Linked DNA regions of Muntiacus reevesi: region 2 is linked to region 1. Evidence: chromatin contacts called from public Hi-C data. All regions are on one chromosome and are shown on one strand. The core of a region is the stretch at or near the end of the contact, and the rest is flanking DNA. Distances in the headings are between cores, read along the strand shown.

The links. Hi-C and Micro-C count contacts between places; a contact is called where the count stands out from the background.
Region 2: a Hi-C map of blood shows a contact between it and region 1, with 5 times the contacts expected there. The contact joins the promoter of SAP130 here to the promoter of SFT2D3 in region 1. A contact is called at or near these places in 2 of 3 Hi-C or Micro-C datasets (blood and muscle).

The regions. Positions count from the first base shown.
Region 1 is chr3:264,308,555-264,314,122 of mMunRee1.1, reverse strand. SFT2D3 (SFT2 domain containing 3) reads right to left here and starts at 3,086. Exons shown (of 1, transcript XM_065931981.1): 1 at 1-3,086. The coding sequence starts at 1,737. The coding sequence ends at 1,096.
Region 2 is chr3:264,650,490-264,656,057 of mMunRee1.1, reverse strand. SAP130 (Sin3A associated protein 130) reads left to right here and starts at 2,141. Exons shown (of 21, transcript XM_065931989.1): 1 at 2,141-2,293; 2 at 3,929-4,046. The coding sequence starts at 3,935.

The DNA of each region.
Region 1 (5,568 bases), core at 1,837-4,336:
AAAAAATACAGTTTATTTCCTAGTTAATATGTAGCTAGTGACAAAACGTTGTCTTATTTATGGACTTAACCAGAATACTGAGCCCAGTCTTTCTGGCAATAAATTAAGGTAAGTCCTAGACCAAGTGCTAAATCTAAAAATGAAGAAAAATTGGCAATTAGATATGAAAAGCACCTTACATTACGTTAAGATTGGTTAAAAAGCGCATCATAAAATTAGGAATGAAAAACTAGACCTTGTAGAAATCCATGGTTTCCATCCAATAGGATAACTGGATGGGGAATTATCTTCCTGTCTCAGGCGTTTCCTTAGCTGACTTATGTCCATGGATCTCTTCTGAGCATTTACGTGCACCTTACTGGCTACCATGCTTCTTGGCCCTTGGTTTCCTTATGTAATGCAGAACCAACTGTCCTTTAACCTTATAAGACATCATGTTAACAATTTCACTAAAATAAGAAAAAGCTGAGATAAACCGTATTAACTAAAGCACTTGAAAAAATTCCAGTGGCTAAAGTCAGCATGTAATCTGCTAACTCCTATGGATACACTCACGTTGAAGAATAAGGGGAAAAACTTCCAAGAGCGAAAGAAAGCAAATTTACTGGAACTAAGCTACTGCGATCTACCACTGGATTTTTTAGGTGACAAAATGTGAAGGAAATCCGGGAAAATAAGGGCAGTCAATCAAAACGGAAAAGCTATTTTCTCTCTCTCTCTCTTTTTTTTTTTTACTGAGTGCAATCTAAGACCACGGTTAACGCAAAAGCAATTTATCACTAATGTTTCATAGCGTACCACCAATTCAAAACAAAATCTGGTTTTCACAGCACTTGCTGCCGAGTGTAGCACAAAATGCTGAAATCGAGGAGCTTCCCAAACTGCTCGTGTCTCAGTTTACAGTTCGCTGGCACAGTAAAGGAGCAGCTTCTACGCTGTGCTGTCTGGGAACAGGCGGGCGCAGTCCTTGGCTTGGCTGGCGCTGGGCCTAGAGCCGGTTCCCCGTGTCCTCTCGATGGCGCATCCTGGGGACGGGCTCCGTGTGGTGTCCCGGGGCCGGATTCTGCGTCCTTCCGACGGCGTGAGCCGCGAGCCTCAAACGGGGAGCGCCTTGGCGAGGGCGGCGCCCGGGCCCACGCGCCCGAGCGTGATGCGCAGAGCGGTGCCCGCGCCCCGGGGTAGCACGCCTAGCAACGCGGCCAGCAGTGCGGCCACTTGTGCGCAGGCGCCCAGCGCTGTGAGCAACGTACTCCGCAGACACAGCGCCGCGTACAGCGTCGCGCCTAGCGCGACCACGTAGAGCAGCGCGGGCCGGGAAGGCGCTTCCTCGCCGCGCAGCAGGCGTCCACACGCTGCGCCGCCTCGCAGGAGTGTGCCTCCCGCTAGTGCCAGCGCAGAGCCCAGTGACCACAGCAGCGCGAACTTCCGGGCGCGTAGCAGCAGCACAGGCGCGTAGAGTGCGGCCAGGCCGAAGCAGAGCGCAGCAAGCAGCAGGCACACGCCACTCGCCATCAGCCGCTGAGTGCGCGTCACGCTGGGCAGACACGTCTGTCCCGCCGCCGGCTCCGCGGGGCTCTGTGTCCACGTCCAGCGCAGGCCCGCGCGGCCCAACCACGTCCCGGCCCCCGCCGCGGGCTCCTTCGCCTCGCCCGCGGCGAGCAGTGGCTCCGCGGCCGCCGGGCCGCCCGCTTTCCCCTGCGCCAGATATTCCTGCAGCTGGCGGTTGAGGTCCGCCATGTTGGATGGAGGCTTCCACGTAGTTGCGGGGGGGGGGGGGGGGGGCGGGGTGCTGCCGCCACTTCCGGCTCTACTCAGTCGGCTTTGGAAACTGCCCGGACCTCGGGCGGCTGTTAGTCCGCCGGGACGGAAGGGGCGGGGCTTCTGTTCCGCTGCCTTCTTGGTCTCGGCTGGCACTCGCGCTGGGGCCGCGGCTGATCACTGCGTGTAGCTTATGAATACGTTTCTTCGGTGTCCGCTGTAGGCGCTGACAGGGCTTGGGTGAATTATAACAGCATTAGAAGTTAGTTAAAGGACGTGAGCTCGTGTGGCTATGAATGAAAGAAACTTTAAGTGTCTTGACTTTATGGATATCAGTATCGTGATTCTGTGCTGTAGTTTTCCAATATTTGGCAATTGGGGGAAAATGGAGAAAGGGTATACCGTCTTAAAACTATGCTAATCTATAACTTAATTTTTTAAGCAACTCACGCTGCAGGTCATAAGTGGTTTCTTTGGGAAAACTACAGAGCTGAAGCAGAGTTAACCGCCCACTCCCGCTGATGTGCTTCTCTTACCCGTTTCAGCATAGGTCTGGCAATGTTATTGTTTCAACCCCAGGTCTTGTATTTATATTTTTGGCCCACATCGTCATGCTTCTGATACCCCTCTGGGTACAGGTTTCCTGACCCATCAGATAATTCTGAAGCGCTTGTTCACGTCCGATTAATTTCTAATCTATTCTGAGGTGACTCCTACAGCCTTGCTCTTTTTCCAGAATCTCCTTGAAGTTCCTTGGCTTGTTGTGTAGGTCACAGCCATTTAGGTGTCTGCTAGGACTTCTGGTTTCGCTGCTCTCTCTGGTTGTCAGACATTCAGAGTAAGCTGCACCTCTTGTTTACATCTCTCACTTAGGTGCACTTTCTCTGAGTTCTCATCTATCCCAGTTGTGACAGTTTATTTGTTCAAAGCAGTGCCAGCAGCTTGAGGACAAGTTCTCTTTCATCTCCCTTTTCTTCGGACCTGGAAGGCTACATCAAAGGCACTCAAACGGATGTTGACCTGATTGTCACAGCTGTCTATTTGAGTGCAGTAAAGGTGCTTGAAAGCCTTTGTGGATAAAGAAGCCTTCGGTTGAAAAACCCATTTTTTAAGTGTCTATTGTGAATTTAAATATGATGGCATGGAAGTCTTTTGTGATGTAAAGTGCAACCTAGTTAAGTACTACAGCAGTGTATTCTTGGACACACCTTTTATTTACTTGCCCCAAAAGCACTGGGGATGGGAGGCAGGGCTGAGCGCTGTAGGCTGTTTCTTCTATCGCTGACTTTGGAGGCACTGCAGGAGAAGAGAGGGTGTCTCCTTGTGTCTCTTTTTTTTGTCTGTACTAGCTCCCCTCACCTCCTTGGTACTGGCCTCCCCTGCACAACTCTAGCTGATGACTGGTGACCATCCTTTGTCCTTTATGACAAGATAAGTATTAATGATTTCCTGCTGTTGTCATGTCTGACTTTTCAGATTTCCTGTTACTTGTATAACCAGTTTTCCCTTATTAAATTATTCCCTTTAATACTTTGTTTTCCTGGTTGGATCTTGATTATTGTTACTAAACAAGCAAACTTGGTTCCACTTGCCCAATGTGCAGCAAAGCCAATCTGCTGCCCCTGTATTGTGGTGGAGGAAAGTATCCTGTTTATTGTAGGGTGCCAAGTGCCTTGCTCACATGACCTGAACTCTCCAATGGTTTTCAGGGATGGGTTTCTGAAACTGAGGGAGAGGGTCACAGGGTGCATGGTCAACTCATGCACAGTTATCTGATTGGTTGATGGTGAGGTAACTGGGTGATATGGGAGTCTCAACTGCCAACTTAAAAAAAGTACAGAGTGTGAGAGTTGTGAAGGAAGTTTTATTTGGGGCAAAATGTGAGGACTATAGCCTGGAAGACAGTATCTCAGATAGCCCTGAGAAACTATTCCAAAGAGGTAGGGTGAAGGTCAGTATATATGTGATTTTGCTGAAGGGGAAATACGGAAACAAGCACATTTTTTTTTTTTTTTTTTTCAAAAGGTCTGTGCTAGTCATGAGCAGTTGTCACAATTTGAGTGCTTTTCTAGATATGAGAAGACACAAGAATTGGGCTCATAAAATTGGCTCCTGAAAATATCTACCTGAAGACCTGTTCAGCCAATTTTTCCCAGAGCATAGCCTGCCTCATATCTGCTCTCCACCCTGAACTCCTTTCAGGGAGTGTTGGAAATCAGCAGCTGCAGCAGCAACTGGTTTAATCCTTGTGGAGGTAGATGGCAATTACCCATGGCAGGTGCCATTTTGTAGTTGACAGGGCCACCTCATGGTCATAAATTTGATCATGCTTTGAGAGGCACTTTATGACCATTTTGTCTGCTGGTGCTAGCAAGGCTCATTCCCAGGTCTCGCAGAGATTTTGCTGAAAGGCCATTCAATATGCTATTACTGGGCTAGGTCTTATAAACAATAGCTAAAGGTAATGCTGAACTATCTGTCTGGCTAGTCTGTTATAGTCCAGGAAAAAAATTCCCTCTGTAGCATCTTCCTGTATCAAGAATCACACTTTTATAGTAATTGATCTCATATAGAACCATATATTTGATCAGTTGCTTCCAGTTGCCTAGTCAGCATTATATTTGTTGGAAGCTCAGTCACACATTTGGTAATATAAGGAACAATAATCTTGTAAAACAGGCAAAATATAATATAGTTAATACATTAATAAGAGTTAGAAGTAAATATTTAAGCCAAGAACTTCCCATGCCAAGTCAGTTTTTTAAGAGATCATCAAGATGAGGAAGTGGGTCACTTAAGGCAGAAATGTGATTTCTCATATGATTCATTAAATGTGTAAGAAGATTCATCAAGTATAGGATTCAGTTTGAGTTATGGCACAAGTGCCTCACTGAGCTGCTGAAAGATGTCAAGTATCATGTGGTTTTCTAGCACCCACTTTTCTCATCATAGAGACATCAGAATTTGGTAGGCTAGTAGCCTGGTTCAGTTTATTTCAGTTTGGTCCCTCAGTCGTGTCCGATTCTTTGCAACCCCATGGACTGCAGCACACCAGGTTTCCCTGTCCATCACCAAACCCAGAGCTTACTTAAAGTCATGTCTATCAAGTTGGTGATAGCATCCAACCATCTCGTCCTCTTTCATCCCCTTCTCCTCCTGCCTTCAATCTTTCCCAGCATCTGAGTCTCGTCCAATGAGTCAGTTCTTTGCATCAGGTGGCCAAAGTATTGGAGTTTCAGCTTCAGCATTAGTCCTTCCAATGAATATTCAGGACTGATCTCCTTTAGGATTGACTGGTTGGATCTCCTTGCAGTCCAAGGGACTCTCAAGAGTCTTCTCCAACACCACCATTCAAAAGCATCAATTCTTCACCACTCAGCTTTCTTTATGGTCCAACTCTCACATCCACACATGACTACTGGAAAAATCATAGCTTTGACTAGACAGACCTTTGTTTGTGAAGTAATGTCTCTGCTTTTTAATATGCTGTCTAGGTTGGTCATAGCTTTTCTTCCAAGGAGCAAGCGTCTTCTAATTTCATGGCTGCAGTCACCATGTGTGGTAATTGGAGCCCGAAAAAATAAAGTCTGTCACTGTTTCCATTGTTTCCCCATTTATTTGCCACGAAGTGATGGGACTGGATACCATGATCTTAGTTTTCTGAATGTTGAGCTTTAAGCCAGCTTTTTCACTCTCGACTTCTACTTACATCAAGAGGCTCTTCAGTTCTTCGCTTTCTGCCATAAGGGTGGCGTCATCTGCATATCTGAGGTTACTGATATTCCTTCTGGTAATCTTGATTCCAGCTTG
Region 2 (5,568 bases), core at 892-3,391, 340 kb before region 1:
AGGGTAGATATATTAGTGCTATAATAGAGGTACTGAAGAAATATCTAAGGAAGTATCCCATAGTGTATGGGAAAGAGAGGAATTCCTTTCTTTCCACTTAGGCACTGTAAAATGGGCAGCACTTGGCTATATGCCACTGAAAGGTGGGGCCTGCAGAGGGCAAAGCTTGAGCAAAAGCTTGGAAGACAAGCTGTGTGGAGAACAGGTGGAAATTATGGTTGAGACAGTACTCAACCATACATGAGAGTTAGGAGGGACTAAAGCCAGCCTTTGAACTGGGTTTAGGGATTTGGAATATTAATAGATTCTGAAGTCACTGGAACATCATAGATAGGAATAACAGATACAGAGGAATGCTTTAGAAAAAGAACTCTACAGAGGACAGGTTGGGGGTAGGAAGAGATCTAAGTGGAGGCAACACTAGTAAGGTCCAGACAGGAATTAATGAAATGTTGAGCCAAGTCTATGAACGCAACAGAAAAGGAAGTACAGAACTCCATAGGCTGACTCTGGAAGATGAAGAGTGGAAACCAACAAGAATAAAACCAAAGGCAGAAAGGGTGGACGGTGATGCCACTGCCATTAGCCAAACCCAGAAATCAGGAGTACAAAGGTGAGGCAAATCAACAAAAGTGGCCAATATGTTAAGTCTCAGAGGTTTGTGAGACATATTTGTGGAATGTGTACAAATCATGTGAGAGGCCACCACACCAATGAAACGGAGTCATTTTTGAAAATGATATTTGAAGCTGTAAGGGTGCGTTAAACTGGTCAGGAAGATGGCATAGCATTGAGAGAGGGCTGGAGCCTTGGAGAATGCGGTACATGTGAGAAAGACAAGGCATAAAGGAGCTTAATAGAGACAGAAGTAGCATCAGGAAATAGTGTGTTTCTGGAGACCAAAGGAGTTGATAGTTGATTTACAATGTTGTGTTAGTCTCAAGTGAACAGCAAGATGATTCAGTTACACATACACATGTATCTATTCTTCAGTATTCTTTCCCCAGAGGGAAGAATATTTTAAGGAGGAACTAATGTTGGTGAAACTAGACAAGCTGAAAACTAAGTAAGGACCACTGGGTGAGGTGAGAGGGTCACTGGCAACTTAGGGGGAGCAGCCTGGGAAGCAGCGGCAGAGGCAGAATCAACTGCCTAAGGAGAGAGGAGGCTAAGGTATACCACATCAGTTACTCTTAGAAGAAATTTGAGAAGGGAAGAGAGTGTGAAACCAAAGTGGCTTGAGGAAGGAGAGGGATATTTTAGGTTCATTCTTGTAGCCACGAGCTACGCTCTTCCTAGCAAGAACATAGCTGTACATGAAAGGAAGAAGGATGTGAGCCCTTTTTATTTCTTAACACAAAACTCCAGACCTAAATTACCATCTGGGAAGGAAGGAGGGAGACATCATCATCATTATCAGACTCAGATTTTGCTTCGGCAGTGTTGACCAAGTCTTGTACAACCATATAAACGCCATCCCTCCACTCTAAACAAAACAGCAAACCACCACCACTCCCTCCGCTTCTTCGCAATCTGGAAAAACCAAGCAGGTACAACGTGTTCGAGTCCTTCGCCTCTCCGAGCCGGCTTTAACCTGAGAGTGCTCAGCTCAGCTCTCTGGTGGGTCCGGCCCGATGAGCAGCTCCCGACGCGGAGTCCAGCGTAAACCCAACAGAGTCGCTCCAGTTTCGTGCATCTCATCCTCCCACGATGCTCAGGCTTCGCGGGCCATGGCCTCGGTGCAAACACCAATTACAGTCAGAAAACCCCTCGGCCCTGCCTGCAGCTCCTTCGGCCCAGTGTAGTCGGCCTCCATTACTCTTTTCCCGCGAGGCACCTCCCTCGAGAAAATGAAACCTGGTGCCATCAGCTGAAGCAAAAGGGTGGGACCTTTCTACTAGGCACACGGAAAAGGCAGAATCAACTCAGACAGCAAAGGGGTGTGCTACCCGGGTCGGGTCGCCAGGACGCCCCGCCCAGGCCCGCCCTCTAGGCATCAGGGACTACGTTTCCCAGAGGCCTCAGCGGCCCCGAGGGGCTGGCCAGTCCGCTCTCTGCTCACACTGCGCGGTGACTGGCTTCCTCGGAGGAGGGCGGGGCCTAATCCAGCCAATGGGTGAGGGGCTCGTTACGGCGGCGGAAGCAGTGGCGCTGGGTTGAGGGGTGGGGGACAGAGTGCTAGCGCCTCGGCGGTGGCGGCAGGTCCCGGAGCCCGAGGACGTCGGCTCCACAGGCGGAGAGCGCACGGAAGCAAGCTCGAAGTGGCGCGGCGGCCACTTGGCGCAGCACTCAGGTAATGGCGGGACAGGCGCCCGGGAGCGAAGGGGAGGGGAGGAGACGAGGGGGCGGGGCGGCCGAGCCGGGCTGCAGCGTCCGTCCCGCTGCGCGTCCCCGGGGAAGGGCAGCGGTGCCTCGTCTCCTGCGGCGTAGACCTGTGCTCTTTCGCGAGCTGAGCACGGCAGTTGGCCCGGCGGCAAAGGCCCGGTGTCCTGCGGCAAGGAAAGGAGAGGCGTCGGGAGGGCTGGGCTGATCCGGGCGTGGGGGCGTGGCGGGCGTGGGCCTTGGCGGGGAAGCTGAGAGGCCGGGGGAGCGCGGGCGGGCGGGCAGCCCAAGGAGTTTGGCTCCTGGAGCAGTTTAAAGTGACTCTCCACATCCGGGCCCTGCGCCCGCCGCTTTCAGACCCCGACCGAGGCGGGGCCTCCTAGCTCCCCGCCCCTTTCGCCGGCAGCGCCTGTCTTCCTCTGCTATTGGCTCAGCCTCGAGGGCTTTGGGCTGCCCCGGTGAGGCTCGCGCCTGATTGGCTGGCAGTCGGCGGGAGGGTGGGGCGGGATCAGAGCTAGCAGACCGCGGTGGATTGGTCCGGGCGCTGGAGTGACGCGCCCGGCGTGGGGCCAATGGACAGGCGGGGGAGGTAGGGGCAGGTTCGGGGGAAGAGGACTGGAGCGGAGCGGTGGCCGGGTGGCCCGGGTGAGCGGGGCCAGAGGAGCTGGACAGCGGCGGGTCCGAGGCGCGCTGTGGCGCGAGCCCTCCCGGCGACCTCGGAACCCAGCGCCGCCACCGAGATGGGTCCTCCGCGGCCCTCTTAGCCTGGCGAGGTGGAATCGGGAGGGAGGGGAGGGCGGCGGGCGGCGGCTGCAGGTAAAGAGGCATACTGGTCCTGAGCTCCTCAGAATGCCTAACCCCCTCCCCGGAGAAGTCTTAGAGACCCCATGTGTCTGGAGACCCGTGTCCTCCGACCTCAGCTGTGGGGTTCGGGGTGGAGGTAGGACTGCGGGCGTATGGAGGATTTCGGCAGAGCTTGGCTCCTGAGGGGAAAGTGAGGGTCGATTTTAGGGAAGGTGGCGAAGGTCTCCGTTCCCTCTGGCTCGGTGGCGGTCTGTGAAAGGGCGGGATGAAATCTGTCACTGAAGGCCTGTGCAGAAAAACATGAGAATTCCTTTTGGATCAGGTCTTGATGTAAGGCTTCTGATCGTTTCTTAGGACAGGGCATCTGCCTCCGATTCCTCCTTTGACACATTGATGACAGTTTTGTACACCTTGGTGTGAAGCTTGGCTTTCAAAGGCACAACCCGTTTGTCATGAAACTTTACAGAGAAATGTATGTATTGTGTTAATACATGTCATGTGGCTGTTGCACACGATGTAGTGTCGACTTTTTCGTGTGGCAATTCACAAGTATTTGGGAGGGAGTCATAGTATCCCTCAGTATTACATAAATGATTTTACCATTAATTGACCATATGTACATGGATAACTGAAACACTTTAGACCATTTCTGCACTGTATATTGAACGCAAGTATTATTTTCGATAAATGATGCTGCATTTGCTTTCCTAAAAGGAAGATATAGGTACTAAAAATGGTTTAATTTCTCATTATTGGTTCTAATCTCAGAATCCAGTAATAACCATGTGACTATGCACTGCAGGTGGAAATGAGTTCTCAACAGTTTCCTCGGTTAGGAACCCCTTCCACCGGGCTAAGCCAGGCTCCTTCACAGATAGCCACCAGTGGTTCTGCAGGATTGATAAACCCAGCTGCAACAGGTGAGATGTGTGATATTTCTCTGCATTGCTTTCTGCTTTTAAAATAGTGCAGGTTTTCTAACTTAAAAATTAGCAAATTCTTGGTGGGGTTTTAATAAATACTAGGTTATTGAATTTGAAGAAGGGATATATATTATAATTCTAATGTAAATAAGGCTTTTTTTCCGTCCTGTTTTAATCACTTAATTCACATGTGCCAGAGTATAAGTGAAACTTAAAGCATGCTTATAAGATACATTTTTTAAATGTATTAATGTGTTGTTATTTAACTAAGGCCCAGAAGTATAATAATAGTGCCATGAGGGTGGGCAGAGGCATGGGAACTTATAGGAACTTGCCTTTCAGGAACTTACTGTTTAGGAAAAGAGATTTTTCTAAAATGTGTATGCGCACATATATGCAGCTTGGTTTTTAACTGAATGCTGTAAATCAGTGAGTGGCCTCAGTTGGTAATGATTTAGCTGGCCAGGGTGTGTTTGGCAATATCTGGATACAGTTTTAGTTGTCACAGGTAGGGGGTGCTATTGGTATCTGATATTTATTTAGAGTCTAGGGATGATGCTGGATATCCTACATTATGCAGGACAGACCTCCCCACCCCCAACAAAGTATTCAATCTAATCAGCAGTGCTGAAGTTGAGTTACTCCTTCAAATAATCTGTATGTTATACATATCAAGTAAAAACTATTATTACTTCTGTATTGGCAAAGTGAAATAAAGTACTCCTTTTTCTATTCCTTTCTTTACTGCCTGATTTCTGTGTTCCTTATCATGGTATTCCTCCTACTTAACAGTAGCTGCTGACATTTTCTGAGTAAGCGATAAGTTCCCAGTTTTCTTGACCTTGGGACTTTACATAGTCTGGTTTTTGTGCTTTTTGTTTTTTGTGTTTTGTGGGGTTTTTTTTTGGCTACAGTCTTTCTTCTTCCTCTCCACACTTACTTATCTGGATAGTCTTTGTTCTTTCTTGAGGTTTCATCTCAGATGTCACTTTTCTTTGGGAAGTCTTTACTGACTCCATCATGCATAGCAGTTCAGGGTAGGACCTCCTCCTAGAAAGAAAGCCAGGACTTATCTGTCCATATTCCTTTGCATGTGCTATTCTTGCTACAGTGTAGACATCAACAAATTCTTACAGAGCGGCCTCAAGTTCTTTTCTCTTTAACAAATATTTTTGACAATGTTTCCTCTGGTATAAATTCACAGTGGAATTTTTTTTTTTTTTTTTTTTTTTTTTTGCTGAGCTGTGTGGCTTGCACGATCTTAGTTCCCAACCAGCAACTTAACCTGGGTCATGGCAGTGAATACACTAAGTCCTAACCACTGGACTGCCAGGGAATTCCCACACCAGAATAATTTAAAGGAGCATAGCTGAAGAGAATATTTTTGAACATCGATTTGTAAGAATTATACTGCTCATTAAGAAGGGTATCAGTTAGCAATAATTGCCCTCAGATTTTGTTGAGAGGGAAATCATTGACTTAGGCCAAAAATTTCTGTAATTTTACTTCCGAAACGTGT